2 separate regions of the Bicyclus anynana genome follow, and region 1 is linked to region 2. The links are chromatin contacts, called in public Hi-C maps. All regions are on one chromosome and are shown on one strand. The core of a region is the stretch at or near the end of the contact, and the rest is flanking DNA. Distances in the headings are between cores, read along the strand shown. Region 1 holds the start of LOC112044442 (protein alan shepard). Region 2 overlaps LOC112044442 (protein alan shepard).

Evidence for each region. A called contact is a pair of places that touch in the nucleus more often than the background predicts.
Region 1: a contact with region 2 is called in a Hi-C map of whole larva, with 3 times the contacts expected there. The contact joins the promoter of LOC112044442 here to the enhancer-like site in region 2. A contact is called at or near these places in 2 of 2 Hi-C or Micro-C datasets (whole body and whole larva).

What each region holds. Positions count from the first base shown.
Region 1 is chr14:7,765,771-7,769,930 of ilBicAnyn1.1, reverse strand. It overlaps LOC112044442 (protein alan shepard), which reads left to right and starts at 1,732. Exons shown (of 10, transcript XM_024080291.2): 1 at 1,732-2,099.
Region 2 is chr14:7,718,903-7,723,109 of ilBicAnyn1.1, reverse strand. The region is part of intron 1 of LOC112044442 (protein alan shepard); the gene reads left to right. Among protein-coding and RNA genes, the nearest start is that of LOC112044442, 47 kb to the left of the region's middle. Within about 2 kb of position 1,404, at least 8 of the 8 cell types and tissues checked have open chromatin away from gene starts, as enhancers often do.

The sequences.
Region 1 (4,160 bases), core at 483-2,982, 46 kb before region 2:
GCACCTTGGACCCCAGCGTCCATCGGCTCTTCGAACTATGTGGCCTGCCCAGTGCCACTTTAGCTTCGCGACTCGCTGAGTTAAGTCAGTGATCTGCGGATCTCCTTATTTTTGATTCGACCCTAAAAGAAACACATAGCTCGCTCCATCGCCCGCTGAGTGACTTTGAGCCTTCTAATAAGGCCCATAGTTAGCCTATCTAGGTGTAGTAAGTAGCGCGTTTGAAAAATACTAACCGAGACGAATTCATGTCTTGTTGAGTTGTAAACACATTATAACGTTACTACATTCATACCCAGCTAATTAATAAAATTCTCGTGTCGCGGTATTTGTTACCAAACTCCTCTAAAACAGCTGGACCGATTTTTATGTGCATATCGGGTAGTTATGAGAATCGGCCAACATCTGTTTTTCATACCCCTAAGTGAAAACTTGATAAGCATTTAACTTGATAAGCGCTGCGTCAGCCCCTACAATAGTACACCCCAAATAGTTTATTTTATTTTTTTAGACAAAATTTTCATTTTTAATTTTTTTATGATGTGGCAACCCATAACCCATGTCTTAATAGTAATAAGGCAAAACCACGTTTACCAGGTCAGCTGGTTTTCGTATTAAGTTTTACCTAGATCGGGTCAGACGTTTATTTAAAAAGCTGAGAAACATACTCAATATGTCTATATCATCTGAACGTTAAAAAACCTTAACAAAACTTAACCAAGGTTTTTATATCACCGAGAGGTACGGATTAGTTGCGCGCTCATATATCAGGACCACCGGATGTTCACAATTACGTCGAGAAGAGGAAAATTTTAATAGGAGTTTTACGGCGAATCGTTTCACTATTAACGCGAGGCCAATATCACATTTTGCAAAAGGATAAAAAGGGATATAAAGTAACTTGTATGGCGGGTCGATGCAGAAATCTGTGCGAGCCATGGGCGTGGGTGAACCGGTCTAGAGGATGAACTTTAAGACGCAAAATAAAATAAAGCGTAGCTCCGCGACACCGACCCGGGACCTTAATGTCCAATTCTTCGCGAGGTCTGCTATCATAAATCTCCCGGCAACATATGTTCCCCTATTATTAAGGAAGATTTTAAAATACACTCGGTAGGTATTATTATAATGCAATTAAAAGGGTTCGTGCTGTATAAGGAAAAAAATGTTCTAAACATTTCATTTGCGGTCGTTAGGATTCATCGGGTTTTCCGAATAAAATTCAATGCTATATATAATTCTGTAATCAATTTTGTCTCGTATACAAAATTTGAGCAAAATTGTTGTATTTAGCACATACGATAAATTTCAAAACTTAATGTGGGGGATGATACTATTAAAATGTAGCTTGAACTCCCGAGGGTAAACCTTTAATTTACCTCGAGTGGACACAATTGGAAGAAAACACAAGAGAGGGCGTCACGCCGGATTAGATTAGCCGAGATAAGATTAGTGGCGTCGCGCGCCGGCCGCGGAGCCGCCGCCGCCGCCGGCCATGCGAACCTGCTAATTGCGAGCGGCCGAGCGCTCGGAATTACCCGCATAGCGGCCAACTGCGACATTTCTCTATGCGCTCCAGATTGCAATCGCTACGAAATGTGTACCGCAGGTTTATCGGCCGCGCGACGTACGACGTCGCCGTGGCGTACCTTGGCCCTCCATGAATATTCAGGCGGGTGAGGCGCGAGTTTCGCGGGCCGGACTCGGGCGGGGCTGCACCCTAATGCAATGATTCATATTATTCGGTTTGCGGGCGAGTTGAACGTCTTCCATTATTGTCATTCATCGGAGGAAGTGGGCGGCGAGGGGCGGCGCGGGTGCCGGCGGCGGCCCCCGCGCCGTCCGCCGGCACTCAGTCGCTCGCCGACACTCTCGCTGCCAGTACGCGAGAGCCGCGATGCCCGTCGTCTCCGCTTGACTCGGTCCGTGTGTGTGTGCCCTCGGTGATCTCAGGCCGGAGCCCGCTCGCGTCGTGCAGTGCCCCGGACCGTCAGCGCGAGCCGCAGCAGGCCCAGCTCGCACCGGTGCCCGCGCGAACACTCGCACGCCGACGGCTCACCGCTCAGCTGACCGGCGCGCTTACTGCCTTCGAGCGCACGGTGAGTGCCTGAGTGCGATCGATCACTGCATGCACGCGCCCGACACGTTTCTATTTCGAGTCGCTCGCGAAAATCGGCACCCGATAGCCCAACAGCTTCTTGGATGTCAGTGTTACGCCGACGGCTGACAGGTTACAGGAAACGTCGTTCGATCTTTAATTGGCTGCTTTATCGGTTTTGTTGATAAACAGTGTCGGTTGACAGCTATGCGCTCGGTCGTCTGTGGAAAGTCATGTTATGAATTGGGATTCATATCGTGAAACGCTGAAAGCAAAACATGACTGTGTTTGTAGTGGCGAATGAGGTACTTAGCGTCAATTTATTGTGAGCTCCCCTCCCGCACCGCGCGTCGGTTGTGCAGCCAGCTGACTTCCCGTCGGTCGGCTGATACTCTTGCGCAAACCGTCAGCCCCACGCGACCGCCGGCTCCCACCGCTGCCTGAATCGAATGCCCTACTATCATGACGACAGCAAATTGTTATAACATCCTTTCCAATGCTCCTCATTTCACGACCGACACGTGATATATGTGAAGAAGCTTACCTCGTGTCATCAGTCCCTGAAACACCAGTAGAAAATCAGAAATGAAATATTTGTGATAATGTCAAATCAGAATTATTTGAAGCCAAAATTGTGTATTACGTTGATCAGGTACACTGGCTAGCAACTACCGAAGAGATTCGTTATCTCTTATCAACCTGCTCTTGCGAAGGTCGCACTGATAGCGACGTTAACAGTTGGAAGACTGAAAGCTTTCTACGTCTGACGTCACCGAACACTTGTACGATTACTCGTTAATGTACACTCATTGAGTGATGATGAAACTAGTAATTAAAACAAATGATGAACGTCGATTTAGACCAACAAATCATTCTGTAAATTGGCCTAAATCAGACAAATATGTCAGGTTTACGGTCAACAAAATGAGAATTTTTATTCGTTCATAATTGATCGTAAATTATTCTGTACCGGAAGAAGTACTTACCGTTTTCCGGTACAATCGCGTGCTCAAAGTATAAATGCATTTTAATAATACACGGCTTACACAAGACGAGTGTGGATTGCATTTTTCGGAACAAATTTAAAAGACGGTTATATTTATGGATTCTGCCATATCAATATTTGTTTGAACATTTCGAAATTTCACGAACAAGCGCTATTAGAAGATTTATTTTATTTCACTCTATAATAAAGAACAACTTTCAGGCCTGCATGAAAACATAACCTAAAATATCCTAGAATTCTTGTAAAATTGGCTTTCAACTTAACATTTTCCCACGCGCTTACAAACTCTAAAGGTTTTAACTTTTTTTTTCGTTATTATTTTATGTTTACGAAGATCAAATGTTTTCAATTTGTAATGGTTTATCCACCTAAACTACTTCAATTTCAGAAATCAGAAATGACGAAGATTTCAACTAACTACGGATAAAGAAACTTAGCTGTCACATCATAAAGATAGAATTCAACAATGTTTAAATGAACAAAACCGAACGTTTCATGAGAAAGTTTTATGAGAATTTCATGTATAATATATTTTCTCTTTTTAACCCTCCTACTTTTAACACAGCAAGTTTTTAGTTTACTTAGCATTATATAAACTTTAGAATTTTAGATCCTAATAACTATAGGTACATTAAAATAATGATAGATAATCAAAACTAAAAGGCATATTTTAGATTAAATTTCTACTATCGCATAAAAGTCAAAAAAACTAATCGACATCTCTACCAACGTTGTTTCGGACATAAATTATGTAATCGAAAAACACAAACACTTAAATGACAAAGGTCATTGTTGTATTTAAATTTCGTTCAAATGACGCATACTATAGTCATTATCGCTTCATTATAGATAACATAAATTTCCTTCCCTAGAACATTTGATAACACCGACGCGTGAAATAAATTCTATGTTAAACTTCATAATTATGTAGAGTCATTTGCATTTTAAATTTAATTAATTTAACATAACTTTTGAATTTTCAACACTGATTGTTTTTATGTGGCAAAACTATTTATTACTATTAATGTTTTAAGCCTACAATTGACCTATGATTGT
Region 2 (4,207 bases), core at 155-2,654:
TATAGCTTATAATTTGATCGTTCCACGTGTGTAAATATCTACTTACGATTTTTTGATGTTTCAAGACCCGTTATCATTGACCGGCCGGCAATCTGGGACGCATTAATACGGTGAACGGCGATTGCACTGATATAAAACATTATTATTTACAATAACGCGATCGAGTCTGGAGGCAGCTGCATTTTAGTCACCGTAAAAAAAGATGAGTGAAATCGCAAGGTATGTTTTATTAATTCTCCGTACACGCTACGGCAAAATGAAGCCGAGCGCCATTTTTCTGCGGACGAGATTTAAATATGGAATTCCGGTGTGCGAGTGGGAGAGGCGCGTGCCATTGACCTTGCGCCAGGGCCGCGCACGCGCCGCCGCCCGCCCCCGCGCCCGCGCCCGCGTCTGCGCCCGCGCCCTCCCGTCGCCACCACGCTGCACTAAGCACGCCGATCGTAAATGTGTTGCATTATCATATTCGCTAATTAAAATTAATTATTTTTTACTGGACTGGACGTCAATTTATTCGTAATGAATATAGCAATTTGTGTTTGTAATTATTTATATTAAGCCTTTTTTCGCTTTGCTTTTGGTTAAATTATTTTATTGTGTACTTTTTCCATTAGATTCCGTTATCTTATATAACGGAATGTCCCAATTCACGCTAGTTGTTCTCTCATCTCATGTTCCGGTGTTAAAATCCAAAGTACAAAGGTAAAATAGTCAGTATTTAAAATGTACTTCCGCAAAGTAAAGCCTGATTCTCTACAATATTTTTCTCACTGCTCATATTCCTGAACGTTCTGCAGACTTTATAGTCCGGGATACTCAATTTGCAGTTACTAAAGTGTCATTGGAATCGATTAGATTTGGTAGATTAGATGATAGAAAGAATAAATGGTTATATACTTTTTGACTTTCAGCAGTGGAGAAAAAAAACTACAAACTTTGTTACTTCTTAGATTAGTTCATTAAAAATAAGTAAAAATTGACCGCGCTCGTGGTTCGATAACAGTAATATAAATGTTTTATTTTGTAACATTAGAACTCTCCCATTACGTTACGCTCATCAATCATCAGATTTTCGAAATCCGCACCTTTTAGCTATCAACTCACCTACTTTATCTTAATCTGATGCGCTGGTTGAGTATTTCTGAAGTAAGTTTTTTTTTTGGTTGCCATAAACGTACCCACCAATATTAAGGGCTCATACTTAGTGAAGGTACTGAACAACGTGCAGAGTATACTCCCATATTCATCTGCCGCGCTTGAGTAACTGCAAAAATCCCCTCTTCGGCTCCCCTACTATTACGGTTAACTTGATCGTGAGTGGCCGTCGTAAGCGGCACCGCTAATATACGTTTGGTCGCATCTGAAGGACACTAGTCACTACACATTTCACCGTTGGAGGCGCGCGTGACGCTCGTCACAGTGAAAGGCCTTATTAAACCGGGTCCCGCAGAGATACAACCAAGCAACGGGCGTATACGAATCTGCTTCAATGAATTCAACTGGTTCTCTTAAGAATATGCGTGATGTCCGAGTAAAAAAATCGTATCATCCAAACCAATAACGCGTATTATACGAATCTGCTTCAATGAATTCAACTGGTTCTCATACTAAGAATATGCGTGATGTCCGAGTAAAAAAATCGTATCATCGAAACCAATAACGCGTATTATACGAATCTGCTTCAATGAATTCAACTGGTTCTCATACTAAGAATATGCGTGATGTCCGAGTAAAAAAATCGTATCATCCAGACCAATAACGCGTATTATACGAATCTGCTTCAGAAAATTCAACTGATTCTCATAGTAAGAATATACGTGATGTCCGAGTAAAAAAATCGTATCATTCAAACCCACACGAAAAAATCACTGAGTTTCATTTTTTATAACCCAAAAAACTTATATATTCTGTTTCAATGTTAAAATTGATGAAATATCACAGAATACAGTCGTAATAATACAGATAGATGTCACGAGAGCATTTGCATTAATTGTATATCATGGCAAATTGAAGATTTTTTACAAACCCTAAATCTGGTGGCATTATCGTCAATCTAAAAATTAATTATAACTTCTTCTTAATTTGAGTTATTTTGAGTTGAGTTTGAGTTAATTAGTAATTAAATTATCTAATTAAAATCATTTATATAATATACTAATAATGCATATACGGAAGATATTGACGAAAATTAATTAATTAATAACGAAAAAAAAATTGTAACGAATTGAGAATAGCGTGTGAAAAAGGTTACGTTCGTATTGGTATATTTTTTCAAGCTGCGGCAAACCTAATTAGACTCGTTCACGTCACAAACAATTCGTCTGCAAAACACGCTCCTGGGTACTTAATTAGGGAAATTGCACACTGTTTACATATCTGCCTAAACTACCCAACGTTACCTAATGAACTAGACTGTACTGGGCTGACTGATGCACCGAACTGTGGAATAATTGATAGAAATTTTAGTTGCTCGCAAACAACTGGACAGCTTTGAAATGTTAATATGGTTTTAGGTGGCAACCAATGAAATGAAATCAACTGAACGGTTTTAGTCGATTTAATAAACGAGCTAGTATCATTCTATTCGAGGTAAATCGACCTTTATGTACATACGACATTGTACTACGTACTTCATTGCGTTGAGGAGTATTATAGTAAAATTTATAAATATTTGTCGTTATAATACGATTAATTATAAAACCATCCAGTGTCTTTAGTGTCTTGGCATAGCAATCTCCACTTTTACACATAGAGGAATTAGATAAGGAGATGCATCGCACCCAAATTGACAAATGATCATATACTTTTGACAGAGGGGTAATGTCTAGCGAGTCAGGTCCCTAATCTTAATAGTCAAAGCCATGTAATAAATATTATAAGTTCATTATTTTGACCAAGTTTGAGCCTAAGCTCTACATCCCTATTCTACAAAATATAAAAGTATTCATACATTCATTTTGTTTTTTTTGCTTTGCTTGCATTAATGCTTCAATGTGTCATAAATTATAGAATTTCGAATAAATAAATAAATTTCGAACGTAGTCACATTCACTATAATTTCATTAAAGCATACATGTAGAAAATAAAACAGAAGTAAAAGTTCGCCTTGCGCGTTATACCTAATATTTCAGCTATCGCGTCTAGACAGTATAAATTGTGCTTTCAAAGGGGCTAACAATCCCAGTAACCGCTAGTAAGTCTACCGGCGCACCGACTCGCTTTAGAAAATAAATCATTGAACTGATTGAAGCTATTCTCTTTCCCCTACCTAGTTGCGTCTAGTATAGCGATACTTGATAGGGGAAACTCCTACTAAGCGTGGCGATAGCGTGAATTTGTTTTACTTGCATTGTTTATTTTTTTGGTTCAGCTAACGGTTACTTCACCGTTTACAATATCCTGTGTACGAGGTATTTATAGACGGAGAGCCCGTGAAGCCCAGACCTTCGTCATTTTATAAAAGATGATAGTTTGTTATTTTTCAAGTATATTTGCCGTATCTTTTAAATATGACCAATATCCCCTCCAACTACTCGGGAAAGACTGTATTAGGAGTGGGTACAACAATAGACCAACGGGGTGGGGATCGAACCACCACCCCTCGATGATGAGTCCGACCGCTCTTACCGTTGAGCTATTGAGGCTTAGTTTGTCAGCTCATGCTCGTACCATAAGTAAGTACGGTTTATTACCATAAGTAAGTACAGTTTACGGTACAGCCAATTATGGAGTTTGGACTGTGGTGTCTTTGGCAGGTAGGTTTTAAGGACCCTCGATCGTCTATTTTATATTATATTTTTATCGGCATAATATGAGAAATGATAGACTCATTTGCCTGACACTTGGCTTAATGGCAACCCTTCGCTAGAGACCCTTGAAGTTTAAAATCAATTAGTGTTTTTGGAAGGGTTGCCGCGAAATTGACTGGGAATATAATTTTTCATACTATACCAAGGAAAACATGAAAAAACCCGCTACCTCCCAAAACCACCACGATCCAAACTCTATAATTGGCTACTTACTTATGGTAGGAGCATGAGCTGACAAACTTTCAGTCTTTCTAAAATAGCGAAGATTATAGGAGCCGAACAGCATATATATTTTTAACGAAAAAATGAAAATTCCGACTATCCATGTAACACACGCCTTTATCTATTCTTGCATTTTAAAATACGTTGACTACGTCATAATTATAAGGATGCGTAAA